2 separate regions of the Xenopus laevis genome follow, and region 1 is linked to region 2. Evidence: chromatin contacts called from public Hi-C data. All regions are on one chromosome and are shown on one strand. Each heading gives the region's core, a stretch centred on a gene start, on an enhancer-like site or on the middle of the called end of the contact. The rest is flanking DNA. Distances are from core to core; before and after follow the strand shown. Region 1 overlaps osr2.L (odd-skipped related transciption factor 2 L homeolog). Region 2 overlaps vps13b.L (vacuolar protein sorting-associated protein 13B).

Evidence for each region. Hi-C and Micro-C count contacts between places; a contact is called where the count stands out from the background.
Region 1: a Hi-C map of the XL177 cell line shows a contact between it and region 2, with 3 times the contacts expected there. The contact joins two enhancer-like sites. A contact is called at or near these places in 2 of 4 Hi-C or Micro-C datasets (the XL177 cell line and the XTC cell line).

The regions. Positions count from the first base shown.
Region 1 is chr6L:139,118,305-139,122,583 of Xenopus_laevis_v10.1, reverse strand. It overlaps osr2.L (odd-skipped related transciption factor 2 L homeolog), which reads left to right. Exons shown (of 4, transcript NM_001096884.1): 4 at 1,433-1,898. The coding sequence ends at 1,492. Among protein-coding and RNA genes, the nearest start is that of osr2.L, 9.9 kb to the left of the region's middle. Within about 2 kb of position 1,298, at least 1 of the 7 cell types and tissues checked has an H3K27ac peak or open chromatin away from gene starts, as enhancers often do.
Region 2 is chr6L:138,874,805-138,878,958 of Xenopus_laevis_v10.1, reverse strand. The region is part of intron 19 of vps13b.L (vacuolar protein sorting-associated protein 13B); the gene reads left to right. Among protein-coding and RNA genes, the nearest start is that of vps13b.L, 190 kb to the left of the region's middle. Within about 2 kb of position 1,753, at least 1 of the 7 cell types and tissues checked has an H3K27ac peak or open chromatin away from gene starts, as enhancers often do.

The DNA.
Region 1 (4,279 bases), core at 49-2,548, 240 kb before region 2:
AAGTATTGTATAGTACTAGTGTGTATAGTAATATTGTATAGTACTAGTGTGTATAGTAAGTATTGTATAGTACCAGTGTGTATAGTAAGTATTGTATAGTACTAGTGTGTATAGTAAGTATTGTATAGTACTAGTGTGTATAGTAAGTATTATATAGTACTAGTGTGTATAGTAAGTATTGAATAGTACTAGTGTGTTTTGTAAGTATTGTATATTACTAGTGTGTATAATAAGTACTGTATAGTACTAGTGTGTATAGTAAGTATTGTATAGTACTAGTGTGTATAGTAAGGCAAGATATAGGATAGTAAAATGGTGTACGTAAGTGTGAGACAGTGTGTATAGTAAGACTAAATCCTGTTGGGGAAAGACCGAGAACTTTTATAGATGTGTGTAGTAAGAAAATATTGTAGGGGCTCATTTATCAACACTGGGCAAATTTGCCTGTGGGCAGTTACCTATAGCAACCAATCAGTGATTAGCTTTTTGAAACCAGCTGCAAGTGGAGCAATTTATGCAGCAATCTGATTGGTTGCCATGGGTTACTGCCCATAAGCAAATTTGCCCAGTGTTGATAAATAACCCGGTGCCTCTAATTGATATTAATGCGCCAAGTGCTCCCATACAGGTTGTTTTGCACCTCACTATTAATGTGGCCCCTAGTGCTAATAAAGTGCTAATAAAGGACTGCCACTGTACAGATGGGACGCACTTCAGGACTTAGACAATATGAAATTAAATGAATCACTTACCTCTAGTGATTAAATGCTCCCCCATAATTCTTCTGCATCAGGGCTTTCCATAGGGAAGATTCCACATCTGTATCCGCAGGTTCTCCCTATAGAAAAGAATACGTGAATTCAAATCTATACCCTGTTATGGGTGTTCAGAGCCAGAGTTTGAGACGTATGTGGCCCCCAAATATACATTATATATGTATTTATATCAGTAAGTGGTGTCAAACCTGTGGCAATTGTTCAATTGCAAATCCCTGCATCCCTATATGGTATTCAGATTACAGCATAAAGAGGAGCTGTACAGTTTACACACCCCTTATGTCCTGATCCCCAAGTGTTACACAAGAGAATATCTTCTATTCCCCCCTCTGATCCTTTCTACCCTATAAAACAGGCCCTGGATTATTATAGTCTAAGCAGCTTCATCTGAAAGTGACCTGTACGACGTTTCCATCAGCTAAACTGAGGCTTCCTCGGATCTTTTGGCTGCTAGGGGGCGCTCCCTGTTAAGTGATGCTTAGACTGTTGCCCTGTTTGGTGTTGTAGTCACATTAAATAACGCAGGAGAGACGGTGTAAAGGATTAATCCTTTGCTTGCTTCAAATCTGAACAGGAATCACCCCACAAATGCCCCACATGTGGAAGAACCTTTAATCAGAGAAGTAATCTGAAAACTCACCTTCTTACCCATACAGACATCAAGCCCTACAGTTGTGAGCAGTGCGGAAAAGTTTTCCGGAGAAATTGCGATTTGAGGAGACACAGTCTGACCCACAGCCCCAGACAGGACTTCTAGAGATGGGCCCCACCTCCTTCTCCCCCCCCCCCACATTCCCCAAGTACTAGGGTGGGGGACCACTGCTAAAGCACAAGGACTTGTTAGAATGGACTGAACCTCTGCAAGGATGGCCCAGCAGAACTACAGCTCCCATCATCTGCTGGCAGGGGATGCTGGGACTTGTAGTGTAATACAAAAGCCGGCCTGCTCCAGAGCGAAGGCTGATGTTGTGCTCTGTACAGATAACGGCTCATTTTAGAGCTATGTAAATAGCGCTATACTTTTTTTATTATTATTATTATTGTGCACAATGGTACAGATGTTGGAAGGATACAGCCTTAATACTATATTGTAAACAATAAAAACGAAAATCTGTTTTGCAATGTTGCACTTTATCTCTCCTTTCTTGCCATTTGGTTCCTATGTGAATATTTCATTTGCAAGAGGGCAAAAATGCAGACTATATCCTGGGCCCCTTGCCCACAGAGCTTACCATCTGGTTTGGGAAACACTGGCATATGTGTAAAGTAACCAGAATCCAACCTGACACTTTAGCAAGAAAGGGCATCGTATGTGCAAAACTAGGGGTCCCAGCAGCACCAGAGCCCCAAAAACTAGAATCTAGTATTGTTCAACATAAATACATAGTAATAATAATATAAAAGCCCCCATATGTTATATCTGTTTAGGGGGAAAAGTGGCTTTTGGTGGCAGCTTTGTGTGTGTTTGTGTTTGTATGACTGTGTGTGTGTGTTTGTATAACTGTGTGTGTGTTTATATGACTGTGTGTGTGTGTGTTTGTATGACTGTGTGTGTATTTGTATAACTGTGTGTGTGTGTTTGTATGACTGTGTGTGTGTTTATATGACTGTGTGTGTGTGTTTGTATGACTGTGTGTGTATTTGTATAACTGTGTGTGTGTGTGTGTGTGTGTTTGTATAACTGTGTGTGTTTATATGACTGTGGGTGTGTGTCTGTATAACTGTTTGTGTGTTTGTATGACTGTGTGTGTTTGTATGACTGTGTGCGTGTGTTTGTATAACTGTGTGTGTTTGTATGACTGTGTATGTGTGTGTTTGTCTAGCTGTGTGTGTTTGTATGACTGTGTGTGTGTGTGTGTTTGTAAGACTGTGTGTTTGTATGACTGTGTGTGTGTGTGTGTGTGTGTGTTTGTTTGACTGTGTGTGTGTTTGTATGACTGTGTGTGTGTGTTTGTATGACTGTGTGTGTGTGTTTGTATAACTGTATGTGTGTGTTTGTATAACAGTGTGTATGAATACATAGGCAGTGTGCTAGTGGCATGGAGTGTACACTGTACAAAATGTCACAGTGAGGAGCATAAATGGAATTCATTGGGCCCAGGACATAGTATTGGAGGCTTATTGGGAAATCACTAGTTGTGAATAGGAAAGCTGAGTGAACTCTAAAGCAGTCAGTTAATTACAGACAGGACTGAGCAATAAATGCTGAGCCATAGAAAACTTGTGCAACTAACCAACACCAGGGCAAATGAATCACAGCACACACCAGGGATTATGTATTGGCTCATTGTCACTGCTGCTATAAATCTATTTTATTCTTTTATATAACAACACAGGGACCCGTTGTTTGATCCCAGCAAGTTCTTTCCCTGGGTCTGACAAAAACCCAAAACACTCACATAGAAATGTTGATCCATATTATAGATGATTCTAAAATAAACTGCCCTGTAGTGGATTTGTGCTTATGCCTGGGACTTCTGCACTTAGTGCTTTAAAGGGGATCTCTACCAAAATGCTATTTAGCTTTGTTTCTTGCACAAGGAAAGATAAATAGAATTTTAAACCACATTACAATATATATATATTTATTACAAATGTTAAATGGCGTTAAAGTCATTAATACAATTGTTTACAGTGCCTCTCTGTCTCTGACTATTTTTATTATTTGCACTACTGTCCCAGACTCCTGAGACAATGTAGCAGAAGCCAAGCTGATTAACAGACCTGGAGGAGAACTGACCTCTGCTACTTTGTTTCATGAGTCAGACTCAGTGAACATAATGTTTTCAATTGCAATTACAGTTACAAATAACAAATCCCTATTTTTGATTGAATATATATAAATATATATATTAAATATATACACAGTTTAGAAGGACCTGCACTCCAAAGTTAGTGAACCATCATTATTTATTTTTCAAACTTGTGCATCCAACAGTTCGGGCCATTTATCAAAGACAAAATACAAGTGTGTAAGCAATTATTTAAATACATCAAGCCTTTCCCAATTCAAAAATGGCGCCAATCATGACGTCATAGATGTCCACATTGCACTTAATGAGTCATTAGTGAAACAAACACACATATATATATATATAAACACATCCGCCAGAAAATCTATCGATACAGAAAGGCGATGTCACAATGAAATCTGTCACAATGGGATACAAACAACTTTTCCCATCCCATATTTAGAGGTATCGGTTTCTTGCTCCTTTACCTACAATATTATATATACAGTGTCTAACACATTACATGGGAGAGGCGTCTTTGAGCAATTTGCAAGATCAACAAATAAACAAAAGTAAATGCATACATTTACATAAATAAATAAATACAAAATGGTATTTTAGAACAGCCTCTTCGTACAGTCTTCAATTCACTATATTCACTATATAACATTTGTGTTATGTTCAAGTAAATTCATTCTATATATATATATATATATATATATATATATATATATATATATATATATATATATATATATATATATATATAGA
Region 2 (4,154 bases), core at 504-3,003:
TTTATTATCTGAGTTATTTAGCTTTTTATTCAGCAGCTCTCAAATTTGCAATTGCGGCAATTTGGTTGCTAAGGTCCAAATTACCCTAGCAACCATGCATTGGTTTGAATGAGAGACTGGAATATGCATATGAAGAGGAAACCCCCTGAATAGAATAATAAGTAATAGAAATTAGCACTAATAATACATTTGTAGCCTAGCATTTGTTTTTCAGATGGAGTCAGCGACCATTTGAAAGCTAGAGTCAGAAGAAAAAGGCAAATAATTAAAAACCGAATAAATAATGAAGAACAATTGAAAACTTCAATAGAATTGGGCATTCTATAACATACTGAAAGTTAACTTTAAAGGAGAACTAAAGCTTAACTAAAGAAGTAGCTAGAAATGTTGTACATTATGTTTTGTGCTTCTGTACCAGCCCAAGGCAACCACAGCCCTTTAGCAGTAAAGATCTGTGTCTCCAAAGATGCCCCAGTAGCTCCCCATCTTCTTTTCTGCTGATTCACTGCACACGCTCAGTGCTGCTGTCACTTACTGAGCTTAGGGACCCACTCACAATATACAGTACTCATAGAATAGAAATGTCACAATATAAGGCTCATTAGTAATAAATACAGAGAATTACTACATGGCAGTATAGATAGATAGTATGATAGATAGATTAGTCTATCTATCTATCTATCTATCTATCTATCTATCTATCTATCTATCTATCTATCTATCTATCTATCTATCGACCTATCATCTATCTATCCATCTAGCTTATCTCTAAAATATATGTTTCCAGGTAAAAGACAGAGCTGTCCATTCTTCTATCAGTTTCTTTCTTTACCTTATCTGGTAAGAAATAATTGAAGTTCAGATGAAGGTGAAATATGTGCTAATTGTTTTATTACTTTGGATTTAATTAAAGCCCCCCTGGGGTTTCATGTGGAGCCCAGGAGTCTTTATGCATGAAATGATTTAAGGAAAACAAGAGAATGAAGCCCCAATTAGTTATTTCAATGTTGGTTTTTAAAAAAGTTTGTTTGTGTTCTGGCAGAAGCAGGATTCCTGACTCGGCCCCAGCTCCTGCAGTGAAATCTGACAGGGGTCACAGAAACAGCAACAAAAACAAACAGTCAAGCATTGAATGACCAGCAGTTGGCACAGTCAGCGTGTGTGCTGTCCTATCAGGTTATCAATTCCCTAGCCAAACCAGCTCTGTAACACTAGTCCTTCTACCAGCGAGACAAAAGAAGCCCTCATACTGTTAAATCTGAGGGTGTTAAAGCTGAGAGCTAATAAAGACCATGGATGTTCTACTGGACATTCCAGTGGAGGCCCTCCAGCTGTTGATGAACTAAAATTCCCAGCCCGCCTTGGCAATTAAAATTCAACACAGCTGGAGCGTTATAATGAAAACTGAAATTTTGCGAGTATTTGAAGAAGATCAATTTTGTCATTGAGTAGTGGATTCTCTGCCTGTGTTTCTCCGCTGTCCGAGATCCTTATGATGTGGCCCTAGCCTTCCCTCTGCTCAGGTGCAGGTAAAAGCAGCAGCGAAATGCAAAATCTTGTATTTCCATGCCGCATTCTACAGCATCTGCCTGCACCTGAGTGCAGTTAATGTTTTCGGGTGAAGGCATAGCAGCAGCATGCTGGCTGAGATCATTATGGTGCGGCCCTAGCCTTACTTCTGTGCAGGTAGAAACGGCAACTTTCATAGCGAAATGCAAAATCTTGTATTTCCGCGCCGCATTCTGCAGCGTCTGCCTGCATCTGAGTGGCGTTATTGTTTCCAGGTCCAGGCAGAGCAGCAGCAGAGGAGCTAATCCATATGGTGTGGCCCTAGCCTTAGCCTGATTTAAAAAGACTATGGGGTATATTTGTCAAAGAGTGAAGTTAGAGATCGCCACAGTCTGCTAGCATGAAAAACCGTCTCTCTCCATTCATTTCTATGGGATTTTTAAAGGAGTATTTACTGTATCAATGGGTGAAAGTGAATGTTCACCCTTTGATAAATATGCCTTTAAAAATCCCATAGAATTGAATAGAGAGAGAGGCGGAATTTCACTCTAGTGGACTGTGGTGATCTCTAACTTCACTCTTTGATAAATATACCCCATTGTCTTTTTAAATCAGGCTAAGGCTAGGGCCACACCATACGGATCAGCTCCTCTGCTGCTGCTCTGTCTGGACCTGGAAACCAGGCCGGACTGGCCTGATAAATATACCCCATAGTCTTTTTAAATCAGGCTAAGGCTATATACACCATTGTTTGTGCTATTTCTATAAGGGAGGTAGGAATTAATGATATATTAATGATCCTTTCCCTATGCACTGACTTCAGATGGTGACAAAATAGAATAAACTATGCTTAATTTTCAATTTTTAATAGTAACAAAGTAATTCATTGTAAATTGAAAAAGTAGTCCCAAAACATGTTACAGCATAATGTCATATAGGATGAACATGTCTGAAATCCTTGTTCTGTTTATTATTTCAGTTATTACTTTCAACTTCATTTGTGCTCCTGTTTATGGATTTAAGCCCCTTGTACCATGAGAATATTGTTCTTCCTTATTTTTAATATATTCCGTTTAGCATAAACATTGGATAAATACCATTACATACCAATACAGTTATCTGTTTTAGAGGCTTCTTGATATAAAGCATGTGTGTGTGTGTGTAAGGGCCTTCTTAATGTTCTTGTAGACAGATATTTTTATGCCCAACGCACAAGAGATAACATGAGAAAGTCCCAGATTCATTGTTATATTATTGCTCCTATTACTTCAGTGAAATAACTATGCAGACACATTGTCTCTCAGTGGCTTATTCTACGTGCACATTACAGGGGCATTAAATTACACACAGATATGGATTTTGAAACCGCATATGCAGGAATTGGTTAAAAGATTGTTGCTCAGTAAATTGTAAATATTCTGCCTTATAAGGATTTTAAACAATTTTGTTAGTGCCCATAGATATATATAGTATATATAGTATATAGTGGTGCATAGAAAAGGCTCTATAAACTATTCCCCTCTGCCCTTCGGGGCTGATTTGTGATCATTTGAGCCTCGGGTTTGGGTAAAACGAAGTTAGGAATGAGAGCTTTAACTCACTTGCATTTTTTTTTCACACAAGATGTTTGTTCCTGTGGTTGGACGTTTTGAAAAAAGAGATTTTTATTAGAAAAAGAAAACAAAAACATTTGGGGGCTAACAAGTATTTGATGCCTGAAAGTGCAAGTAATTTAAAGAACTCATGAACTTTGTTTTACATGAATTTAGGGTTACCACCTGGCCGGTATTTTACTGGCCTGGCCAGTAAAAATGATGGCTGATCCCAATGTTATTAATAGGGAAAAAATATAAATATATAGAAAGGCCGGTATTTTTTTTCCAGGAATTGTGGATAGAATGATCATAAATTAGCCCCCTAATCTAAGTAATATCTACCGTTAAAGAGAATACAGTAGAGCCTCCAAATAATGTTTTCAGGGGACTGGGAAATGGTGTAAAAATCCGGGAAAACTCAACATCAGTAAATTGTAAAATTGAGGTTTCACTGTATATTTGTCTTTAAACTTTAAAACTCATCTGGTGATATAGTAAGAAAATGTATTCAGTAAACCCTACATATACACCATTATGCATCTCTTAGTCTGTACAGTACTGGAAAGCTTGTTACCCAGAAAGCTCTGAAATACGGGGAGTCCATTTCTCAGAGTTCATTTGAAACAATTCTAATTTTATGAAACTATTTCTTTTTTCTCTGTAATAATAAAACAGAAGCTTGATGGTAACTAAGCTGCATACATAGCAAAACCATCCAATTGGGTTTATATCCTGAAAACCCAAGTTCACAAGCATTCCTGATAGTAGATCCTATACCTGTATTTACAAGGACCCCAACAATAAAAGAGAACTTTAGTAACCAGACATTAAACCAGTTGCATTTTTGTAACATATTGAACTGTTTTTTTCTTATCAGAGGAAAAATAGACAGAAAAATGGTTTCAAATAATAATGTAGTTAAAGGATGTGTTATGCCTAGTACTGTAGTTATTTAGCCCTTGCAGCAAAAAAGGCGCATTAGGGGCAATTTGATGGCTGTTAGGGCACCCATGAATATAGTGTGGGGACCTGACTGGGGACTGTTTTATT